2 separate regions of the Zea mays genome follow, and region 1 is linked to region 2. Evidence: chromatin contacts called from public Hi-C data. All regions are on one chromosome and are shown on one strand. Each heading gives the region's core, a stretch centred on a gene start, on an enhancer-like site or on the middle of the called end of the contact. The rest is flanking DNA. Distances are from core to core; before and after follow the strand shown. Region 1 holds the start of LOC100284376 (gda-1). Region 2 holds the start of LOC100273721.

Region 1 (5,900 bases), core at 1,529-4,028, 190 kb after region 2:
GTCGGCGCAAGATTTCATGATTTGGTTTGGTTCTTGACGACAACGGCGGACACGTGCACTGACAGGCTCACAGCTTATGTTTGAGGGGGGGCCTTCAAAGTACCAGGTCCCTTTGCTTCCATCCAGGACAGGGAAAACGAGACCGGCAGCAGCTTGCGCTTGAAAAATAAACAACATTGCCAACCACCATCTACAGAACATACAAGGATGATTGATATTTACTAGAACCTCACGAGGCAGCCAACAGCTCAGATGCCTTCCTTCTCGCATAGGTCTAGCAGGGACAGGGTCTGCAAATTTGAATTTCATGAGAAAGAATGATTGACATGACAACTGGACAACAGCATGCAAATGACATGCATGGAATTGCGCAGGAGACACGTCACGAAAGTCACGATTATGCTTTTAAACAAGAGAATATTGTGGTTGGTGCAGAACATAGTGTGCATAGTGACACTAATGGAAGTTGCATTACACAAGGGAGCTTTCATTGTATAATTCATGTGCACAGCAGACTGGATATGCTATATATATACCTCCGCGATGGAGAGCTCGAGGCGAAACTTTGGGCCATCATAGTGGTGCAAAACTGGCCTGAAGGAATCCTCTTCCAACGGCTTGCACAGCTTCCTAACGCGGATCCTCACCTGACATGATGAAGGTGTCAGAGCAAGAAACCAAAGGAGATGAGAAATGCACATAATGACAGATGTTATCAGTACCTGCGCTGGGAATCTAGATTCACCTTTACACTTCTTATCCTCCCATGCAGTGGGATCAATATTAGACCCACCAAAACTGGCAGCCTAAGCAAATTCGTTTGGAAAAAACAAAAAGATAAGAGTTTCTTAAATATGTACCAAAAGTGTGATTGGAATTAAAAACTTCAACAAATTTGCGGAATCAAAGTAAGACTGTTAAGACGTTTTATTAACTAAAATGGTGAATCAGTGGTCTAACAGGAAGGGGTAGCAACAAAAAGCATAGATATAGACGTATACATAGCACACCTACACCGAACTGCAAAATAATACCTTAACAGTTTTGACCAGTACACCAACAGTGCGCAAAACAATACAAAGGATTGGATACAGGCTAAAACCCAACCATTAAAAGACTGCAAGTCATCCACCTACAATGCAATCAAACCACGCCTCTGTGATGCATTTGCTGTAGTAGCTGGATGTTCCTTTTTTTAAAATGTCACCAAACCATTGGTAAGAATGGATGAATCAAAGAGGCATTGCAGGAATAAGGAGATCAGACTATCTTGTCACGGGCACAATTTTTAGCTCAGCCTATCTTACATATGACGAACAAACAACTGTTTAACAATTTCAGAGAGGCTTCGCAGGAATGAGGAAATCAGATAATCACACACCTCAAATACCCCATGAAGCTGGTGAGTGGTGTAGTTATAGAGGAAAAGAGGCAGGCCAGGAGTAATTGCCCGGACTGAATCACGATATCGTGCTGGCAATCCTGCAGAAGAGCAACAGATCTTAAGGCACCATTACCAAATTAGTATATACGCTAGGATCAAAACTGATTTTCCAGAACAGTTACCATTTGATTCCTCAAGGGATATGGCAAGATCCAAAAAAAAAGACATACCAAAAAGCTGCCTCTTGAGGTCCTCCTGCATGGTATCGTTGTTGCAGACAAAGATGTACCCACCAAGGACTTCGTTCTTCGGCAGCATCTCGCTCGTCGGCAACGTCTTGAAGCGCTTGTCAACTGCGGAACTGCCGTTGGCGGTCCCATTGCCGTTGCCTCCGCCGCCGCTGTTGTTGTTGCTGCCGCCACCGCTTTTCCCGCCGGAGTCTTTCCCGTTCGTGCTGCTGGAGTACTTGTTCACCCCGACATTCATCTTGAACGCGTTGACATTGGCGTTGGCGTTGCTCCCCTTGGGGTACATCGGGTTGACGTTGTAGGGCACGCCGCGGAAGGGGAGCTTCATGACTGCGGCAGCGGCGGCCTCGTTCATCTTGAGATCGTTCATCTTGAGGCTGAGGCCGACGTGGTGGTCCATCCTGCCCTCGTCGTGGTGCTGGTAGGACGCCGCCTTGCCCCACTGCTTGGCGTCGGGGGCGGCGTTCATCCTGGCGTAGTCGAGGTCGTTCGTCCTCTCGCCCCTGGACCTGGTGATCTCTGCCAGCTTGGATGTCATGAGCGACCACTGGCGGTCCTCCACCACCTTGGGCTGCCCGCGGAGCTCGTCCCCCAGATGCCACAGGCCGTCCATAGCTCGGTCGATCTGGTACCCCGTCGCAAGAGAAAGAAAGAACCGAGATTAACACGCCTGAGGTCAGTGAAGAGATGACAAGATCCTATTCCTATAGGCTTATACTACAAGGGGATGGATGGATCATAGGGGGGAAAAGACGCTCTTTTCGCATCTTGAGAACAGATCCCCCGGCCGAGCTGGACTCGGTGAAGGGCACGGGCGTAGACATGTACACCCGATGATTTTTCAAGAGCAATCGGAGCGAGTAGAAGGCACAATACATGCACATACACTTGTGATTAGATCGGATCCGAATACCGATGGTAAGTTAGGGTTTAGGTGCTCGGTTTCGCGCAGCTGGAAATGAAGCTGAGGGTGAAGACCAAGGTTAAGAGCATGCGGTGGGCGTACCTAGTGGGGTGCTCGTCGCCGGCGAATGGGCCGGAGATGACCTGGACACCTGGCGTAGGGCGGCAGCGGCGGCAGTCGTGGCCACGAGAGGGAGAGGGGGAGTCGGGGAGAGATGGGAGAAGGGGAGGAGGCAGGTGTCCCGTGTAGGCCCGTTTCTTTATCAAAAGGGTTGGGTATGCAGGCTGGAGGAGAGAGGCCCAGAAATTTCGAGATTTGATGACGCCCAATTCATATGTCCTTTTAGAATTTTGACGGAAACCTCTGCTCTCTCTAAATCCATGTTCAGAGATCTATTCAGATAAACCCCATTCTCATACTGTTAGGGCCCTTCGGCTTCCGAAGACTCAAAAACATGATTTAACAATGTTTCTAGAGTTAAGTACATTAACAGGTATCTTCGGACTCGGATCAGAGCCACAGTATGAAGAAGCACAAAGAACACGAAGGTTGGCGCAGAGCCGAAGCTGTGTAGAAGAGCTTCGGGATAACGGCGGAAAAGGAAACCGACTTAAAGATGAAAAACCAGATTAGACCTCGAAGAATTATCATAGAGTTATTGATAAACGTAAAGGGCATTAATGTAATTTTGCAAGGGCTGCGACCCGTGCCTATAAATAGGTGAACAGTATCCCCGTACTGTTCACGCTGACTTGGCATTCACTTTTGCGCCACAATTGTATTTTCTCTCCTTCAAGCCGAAGGTACATTTGTAATTTATTTTTGTCTACATAAGTAATATAAATAGAAGTATATTAATAATAATAATGTTTACTGAAATCATATTACCTTCTGTATTTTTGTTTGAATATTCTTCATTCTTTACTATAATTATGAAGGTACGTCTTTCATGACCTTCGCCCTCCTAATTATTATATCCGAAGGGAAATAATGATTAAGAGGACGAAGGGCTTTTGATATTTAACATTTCATGTTGCCTTGTTCTTGATCCGAAGCATTTGAGAACAAGTCACCAACATTGGCGCCCACCTCCGGTGAACTCACTTCCATTTTCTGAGCCTTGAACACCTTCGGCAAGCATCACCTTCGTCATGCCGCCGAAAAAAGTTTCAGCAACAGGGGCTGGTACTTTACAGCCGCTGGATCCCAATCAGGACGTCCTTTCTCTTAGAGAGGTCCGAAGCCAGAAGAGGAAAGTCGTTAGTCCAACACCTCCGGAGGATGACTTGGATCAAGAAATCCAAAATCTGGAGATCCTTCAACAACAGGTGCAGCGCAAGAAGGAGAAGATGACTCGTCTAGCCGATCTTCAGAGACAGATAGACGAAGCTTCTGAAGAGGTTCGCCATCTTGTTCAAGATGATCAGAGCCGAAGGCCTCCACGCAGAGAGCTCCATCAGGAAGGCTTCCACAATGAGGACGACTGGTATGAAGATTTCCATCATGGAAACTTTGCTTTCGATGATGCTTCTCCCCTCTCAACAGAATTGCAGGCTACACCATGACCCCAGTCTTACAAGCCACCCTAGTTACCCATGTATGACGGTCATACAGACCCGAAGCAATTCTTGATGAGCTACGAGGCAACCATATCTTCGTATGGTGGCAATACTGCAGTCATGGCAAAATCCTTTGTCATGGCCTTCAAGAGTGTTGCTCAGACCTGGTACTCTTCCCTTCGGCCAGGGACAATCACTTCTTGGCAGAAGTTGAAGGATATGCTGATAACTAGCTTCCAAGGGTTTCAGACGAAGTCAGTCACTGCTCAAGCTTTATTTCAGTGTACCCAGGACCACGAAGAATACCTCCAGGCGTACGTCCGAAGGTTTCTGCGTCTGAGGGCACAAGCGCCAACAGTGCCCAATGAAATTGTCATTGAGGCCATGATTAAAGGGCTTCGGCCGGGGCCTTCAGCGCAGTATTTTGCCAGGAAGCCACCGCAAACATTGGAGAAACTGCTCCAGAAGATGGATGAATACATTCGAGCTGACAATGACTTCCGTCAAAGAAGGGAGGAAGCATTCAGGTTCTCTGAAATGACCAGGGGTTTCGGAGGAAGATTTCACACGAGGCACGTTAGGTCAATTCATAACTTTGTTCAAACTGATGATCGAGGGAGTCAGCAGCAAAGGCCACAATACTCTTCACAAGCTTCGGGCCAGCAGCAAAGTTCTTTTCGGCCGCCAGCGCCAAGGGGCAGAGGCGCCAGGGGCTTCGGGGGAAGGTTTGGAGACCAGCCAAGAAAAATTTATTGCCTATTCTGTGGTGAAGACAAGGGCCATACCACCAGGATGTGCCATGTTATCATCCAGAAACAGAAGGAGATAGCAGAAGCAGCAGCGCAACAAAGTCAGCCGAAGCAGGTCATGCACACTGCTTCGTATCACTCGCCTTATATTCCAGAATACGTAGGCAACCACTCTGCAGCTTCTGTTGCTTCGGCGAGCCAACCCCAAGCATCTTGGCAGCAGCCTCCACCGCCACCGCCGATCCAGCGAGGGCAGCAGCCAGAAGGGAGTCAGCACAGTCATCTTCAGCGGGATTTCAGAGAGGAGTCTGAAGCTCGCACAGTCAACAGCACTGTGCCAGAGTCGAAGCACATTTATTGACAAATATCCTACTTCAACAGCGGTTCTTTCGCATTTTTTACATACAGTATTACCTTTTTGTTAATAAGGAACAATTATGAAGAATTTAAATGTCTTTTATTGAATTTTCAATTCCTTTTAATACTTTCGTCTTTTATCATAATAGAAATATGTTTTTTCTATAGGCTTGAGTTGCCGAAGCATACGAATTTATGCTGATTTGAAGGACCTTTCTATTACCAAAAATTTGATCTAACGAACACAGTACAAATTGTTCGATACAGTAAAAAGTCGTTCCTAAGGGAGCGCAGTGTAAGTTTTCTAAACCTACAGCGAAAAATAAACGCTGATTCCGCTGAAAGTAAAAGGCGAAAAAGCTCCTAAGGGAGGCTTACAGCGAAAAATAAACGCTGATTCCGCTGAAAGTAAAAGGCGAAGAAGCTCCTAAGGGAGGCTTACAGCGAAAAATAAACGCTGATTCCGCTGAAAGTAAAAGGCGAAGAAGCTCCTAAGGGAGGCTTACAGCGAAAAGTCAGCGCTGATATAAAGTGTGTGTGCTTTATTACAGGGATATATATCTACGGCACAAATATCATCTTGCATAACATAACATCATCACATCATTTTGCATAACATAAGCATCATACAACATAGTGCATCTGAAACAAGAAAGGGATACAGTGTTGATCTTCAGAGCATATTTTGGAAAAGAGAAA
Region 2 (5,952 bases), core at 1,729-4,228:
CTACCCTACTCATGCTCAAGACCTGAGTGAAACCGGGTAAAAGTTAAAAATGTTAATCTATGATGATTTACCATTAGGCAGGAGGAAGCAAATTCTAAATTATCATCTTATGTCCAAGTGAATAGAAACAAAGAGGGTGTCTCTATCCAAATGAACAAAAATAAATGACATATCAAGAAAAACCCAGACACCTGGAGCACATTTACACAAAAAGTTGGTACTAACCTACAGAATATACTTAACACTACATGATAAACAAAAATAACGATCTCTTTTATTAAAGCCATCTAGTTCCATGCAATGAAATAAAATTAGAATTGATCTTGTGTGATATCTAGCAACAGCCAAAGATAGTGTTTAAGTGGCACAGACTGCATCAGCACACTGTTAGAAACAAGTTCCTCATATGCATACAATTACATCAAGGAGGGACCTCATAGTATATTACTGTTTGTGGTCCATATGGCAAAATGAGATGAACATAAAGGAAAAAGAATCATCAGACAGCAAGCTTACATAGCTAGGATTGTAGCAGGGAAGCAATACCAAGCAAAACACAAGCCCAAAAGAGAAGATACAATTAGAAACAGTATTATTTCACTTAGTATCCACCAAAATAGACCCACGAGCAAGGGAACTTGAAATAGCAATCAAAAAGTTGCTATTAAAGTCATATTGCAATATTCTTAGGAAAAATGTGGAGGAATTTCATACCAAAAGCAGTTATGCATTTCTGAAACAAACTGGACACTTTTGCAACAATATAGAATCGTATGAGCTATCATAACACAAATTTGGTACTTTGCAACTACCCCATCACATCACTTAATACCTAGCTTCCTGAATCAAACTGGGATAATCGTCAATTCTACAAAAATGGTATGATAATTTATATGCAAAGCAAACAAGATCAAGTATAGACAAAACTGACCTAGTGCTGGACCAGATGACGAGCGCAAACAGATCCAGTGATTCCCATGGGTGGCCATTCTCGCCTTACTTAGAGACCATTGTCACCTAGGACACGATGTTTTGTTCCAGCATTTAATCAAGCACTCGTTAAGCATATATTGATCTGATGTGTGTTTCTTCTATGCAGCCAATCCCCACCTAGTCAGGCACGAAACCGTGGAGGCAGATTTCGTGCTCATGGCCCGTGCTGCCCTGCGGCTTACCGTGCACGCCGCCGCTCACCTGCTGTTGGATGCACACGCTCTAAGCTCGTGCGCCACGGTGGCGCCCAAGACCCTGCTATCCGATCCAACAATCGACAGCTCCATGCTGTCCCTGCGATCGTCCAGGATCAGGTCCCCATGTTCCTCTCCTTGCGCATGGAGCTACGGCTGGCGGGGCACGGTGAAGCAAATGTGGACGCCCACAAGCAGAGCAGCGGGGCGCACCGGGCCACATGGGGCTGATCTCGGAGAACTATCCCGGGATGACGGCGGAGATCCTTATAGAATGGGACGGCGAGGGAATACGGGAAGGAAGGCGGTGCGGTGGATCTCGTCGCCGGCGAGATGAGGCTAGTAGATAGATGAAGAAGACATGGTGGCATCGACAGCGACCTCACCTGGGTCAAGTGTCGTGGCGCCGACGCAGGTGCACCTCTGCGTCCGACGTGGGATGCCACCTCTCCGGTGAAGGGGGCGGCCGCTCTGTGGCCCGAGTTAGGCTAGGGGCAGTTGGGAGGGGTGGAGCGAGAGAGGAGGGAGAGGGGAGCCAGCGAGGCGGGCGGGCCATCGATAATGGCGGACGGGCCATCGATAGTAGGTGAGAGCGGTGGTGAATGGCGCGGTCAATCCGGTATTGAAGAGGGCAAGGGAGAGGGATCCGGTGGGCGCCATGGATCTGCCATGCCGGATCCGGTGGGGAAGGTGGGAAGGGCGCGGTCTCCGGCACCATACCGAGGGATCTGGGGTTGAATTCGTTGGGCGGCATGGATGGGGCGGGCGTTGGTGACGGCTGCGGGGACGGGGCTGGTGACGGCTGCGAGATTGGCGGGGGATCCGGTGTTGAATACGTTGGGCGCCATGGATGGGGCGGGCGCTGGTGACAGCTGCGAGATTGGCGGAGGGCGGGGGCACGGTATGCTCTGTGGACGCCCTCACTGCGTTCTTAAGGTGTAGTAGAGATTTCAAACATCACTACTCTAATTAGAAACCCATTTAAATATTCAATATTTATTACTCATTTTCTTTAGTAGAGGCTAATATATAAACAAGAGTTACTTTACTTTAATTGTTTTTAAAGCATTTCTAATTTCATAGTTCATGAGAGAAATTGCTTCACTTTGGCAATTAGATTGAAGGGCTTTTAATTATTATGTTTTTAATCCTTTGTATAAACTTTTATAAATCCCAAATAAGATTTTAGGTGCTACATTTGAGGTAAAAAATCATGGCCTATACCCAACCCGTGTTAGTCCGTCGTATTGGTCGGGTTTTTTCCCCTAGATGAGTAGGGTTAGGTTAGTCGAGTCATGTGGCCATACTTAGGTCTAGCGGCGCCGCCGGCGCGACACGATCACATGGCAAACAAACAACTCGAATAGGCGGATACACCCACAACGACACGCGAGGACACGGGCGGGAGGCCTGGCTTCATCGCTTCGCTGTAGTGGCGGCCCTGAGGGTGGGGCAGAGAGGCGACTGCCCAGGCCCTGAGTTCATAGGGCTTGACCCTAAATATATACTTATATCAACCAGACTTTAATGTATAGTCTAATAGTTTAGGGACCAAATGTTGAACAGTTGACAACTAGAATGTATATATAGCTCGATGGTATTTAAACATGTTAGAGGACATTTTAAAGATAATATTATAATATATATCTAATTATCTATCTATTTATTATGTGATTTAAATATTTCTGGGTCTATATATATGGATAACGTATATATAAAAATAATTAAAAAAATCTATATTTTAAATCTTGTCCCGGGTGCTAAAATCTTAGGACCGCCCTCTTCGCTGCACCCAATCCCTTGTCCTGTCCTCGAACCGTCCGCCGCCGCGTTCAACATGGGCGACCCGCCGACGCTCAAGAGGCCCAAGCTCGAGAAGGCCGACGACGACTCCACCTACTGCCCCCGCCCGTCCTCCAATGGCGCCGCGCCCGTACGCACACCAGGCGCCACCGCCGCCATAGGGGCGGCGCCGGGTGACGACGTGGAGGAGGAGGATGACATCGCGGAGGAGGCGGTCATCGCCCTGATCGCGCACCGCGAGCGCGACGTCGAGCGCTGCAAGCTCAAGTTGCTCCACTACCAGTCTCTCGTACGCCCTCACCTCCCCTTTATGACATGACGATGAATCGATGATGATAAAGATCGATCTTGGTTGGGCAACTCAAATAAACTCCCGATGGTCGCCGCAGCTGGACACCGCGGAGATGAAGCTGGAGGAGGCGCACTCGAGGCTCGCCAGGTTCCGAGATCGCAAGCCGCCGCCAACTCGGTCGGAACCCAAGCCACCGACGCCGCCAATCCAGAGGGAACACAAGCCATCCCCGCCGCCGATCCAGAGGGATCTCAAGCCATCGCCGCAGCCGCTAATCCAGAAGGCTCCTTCGCCCGCGCCGCAGCCGTCGGCGAGGCCGCAGCTTGTCATCCCTGGGACCAGCAACCGACCGACCCCGCGCCCTGAGCCCATGCCTGGGTTGAAGAGGGCCGCCGCCCCGTCATCGTCTTCATCACCGGCGCCACCAGAGCGGTCAAGGAAAGAGGAGAAGAAGCCCAAGATAAAGATGGGTACTTACTGAATATTTACTCAAGATCCCCTGAGTAGTAGTTGTCTTGACCGTGGTTTGATCATTATTGATGTTTGATGTGCTATGCATCCCTCAGCTGTGCTTATCTGGTTTTGCAGAACAGAAGGAGCATCAGAACTTGATTCCGAGTGTTGGGAAATCATCTGCGACTGTGCTTAGATTTCAAGGCGGAAATTTGGTCTCGAGCCAACACAGGAGGAAGCTTAGGTGTCTTGAGCTATGCCCTGCTAATGATCAGCTTGTTGTTACCAGGTACGATTTATGGGATATAACTAATACTAGTAAATAGGCACCATGAATGTACCAACTGTAAGGAAAAAAAGAGCATGTCATGCACATTGAGGAGCACAAATGTGTACTTGGTAGTGTTCAGCTTTGGCGTCATTGAAATCATTTCTCCACCTCCAGAATTTTTGGGTGCCTGCATAAATACATAAAAAAAAGTTATGTAATGGCAGTCTACAAGCACCGCTCATAAAGCAAGATTACTTCTAAGTCGACTATTTGCTTGTACTTCTTCCTTAGACAAAATTTTGTGAGCAGCGCTATAGGCTGCTGGTTTATATTTGTAAACTGGGATGACGGACTAAGTTCGCAATCACTGTTCCAATATACGTGCTTAGTCAAATGAATGAATTTTTGTTTGCTTGTTTATCTCAAATTGCATGTGACAAAAGCGATTTAAATTAAACATGATTTGATAAGTTTGTTTAATTTCCAAAACTTTAATCTTATGCTTTCTTGTGATGCAGTGCGCTGGACGGATTGGTTACTTTATGGCAAGTGGAGACTAGAGGGTATGCATAATGTTACTATGAATTGTCAACATATTTTCCTTTTCATTTCCTGCTTTTTTACTTATCTTTTCAATCATATTTAAGAGATATGTTGCTAGTTTCTGTAAAGTTGTAGTGAGATATGAACTAGGTGAAGTGTACGCCCTATGCTACTTGCAAATGATCTCAGCTTAAGTGGTTATGCTTACATGATGATGGAAGAAAGAAAAACTTATATCTATCCTGAAACTTAAATTCATACTTTCTATAAGCCTTAACGAGTGACTCAGCAGTAGTTAATGAGAGTTTTGCTTGACAGATATTGCATTGGTTTTGTAGATTTATGCCAACAGGAGCCTTAGGCAATGCTTTATACTTGAAGCCTCACTCTCAAAATGATCATGTATTGACACTAAGGAGATAATAAATGCATACACGAGGTTGATATCAATTTTTCAGTTAAGACTGAAGTGCCCACCTTAGTATGTCTTACCTTGCCAAGTTCATTCGCACAGAATTATAAAAATCAACTCAATCTGCTTTCTTTTGTTTCTCTTGTCTCTCTTATCGCACTTTGTTGAGATTTTCTTTCATTAGCTCTTTTCTTGTCTGTCTTCTTGCACAACCAAAATGTTGTGATGCTATGGTACAACTCAAAATTCAGCACTTTTCTTGTCCGCTGGTACCCCCAGCAGGATTTTAACTTTGAAACCTTTAGTCGGTTTATTTTTTTTAAAGTTCAGTGCAGTTAGTAGCCAAAAGGGATGTGCCAACAGCCCAACACTTGGGGGATATCATTATGGTCGACAACTTCTTCAGTACATGTTAGTAAAATTTTAGTGTATTGTTTTAATGAAGGCGAACTTGGTATGGGCGCTCACATGATGGTTAATCTTAATACACATTTAACATCAGATAACCTTAACCTTCTGAATCTTGTAGAGTAGTTAGCAATCATGGGACTGGCTAGGCCCAACATGTGAGCCAAGCAGCATGGATGTCCCATCCAAGTCATGCAGCAACAGCTTGATCTTAATCTGCTAGGTTAGTTGCTTTCTTAGTGATTAGTTGCATTAGGAATATCTGTTAGTCGTGACTCGTGAGGCTATTTGAAGGAACCATGTATTCATGAGGAGGTAGGAAAGTATCAACCAATATAGTTCCCCGACTGTATTCTTCTGATCTCAAGCAGCCTACTCCACCTGGCCAGCTTTCCAGTGGATTACCTTGTCATGGCGTCATGGACTGGGAACACGACATTAAGCTTGCTTAAGTCACATGGAAAATGGTTCTGGAAATGGATAAGGTTTTAGTATAGGTACAGCCTTTAGGAAATGTATGCCTTTTAATTTATTATGTGCATGGGTATACCCATGTTTCATGTCATTACTTTTTAAAGGAAGA

What was found. A called contact is a pair of places that touch in the nucleus more often than the background predicts.
Region 1: a contact with region 2 is called in a Hi-C map of ear, with 1.9 times the contacts expected there. The contact joins the promoter of LOC100284376 here to the promoter of LOC100273721 in region 2. A contact is called at or near these places in 5 of 25 Hi-C or Micro-C datasets (bundle sheath, ear, leaf mesophyll and 1 more).

The regions. Positions count from the first base shown.
Region 1 is chr1:305,705,630-305,711,529 of Zm-B73-REFERENCE-NAM-5.0, forward strand. It overlaps LOC100284376 (gda-1), which reads right to left and starts at 2,779. Exons shown (of 6, transcript NM_001371987.1): 1 at 2,639-2,779; 2 at 1,615-2,257; 3 at 1,382-1,482; 4 at 723-806; 5 at 537-647; 6 at 1-290. The coding sequence starts at 2,245. The coding sequence ends at 249.
Region 2 is chr1:305,518,686-305,524,637 of Zm-B73-REFERENCE-NAM-5.0, forward strand. It overlaps LOC100273721, which reads left to right and starts at 2,979. Exons shown (of 7, transcript NM_001148131.1): 1 at 2,979-3,279; 2 at 3,380-3,752; 3 at 3,871-4,024; 4 at 4,525-4,569. The coding sequence starts at 3,025. LOC103644327 (a long non-coding RNA gene) reads right to left here and starts at 2,855. Exons shown (of 12, transcript XR_004855684.1): 1 at 932-2,855; 2 at 1-22.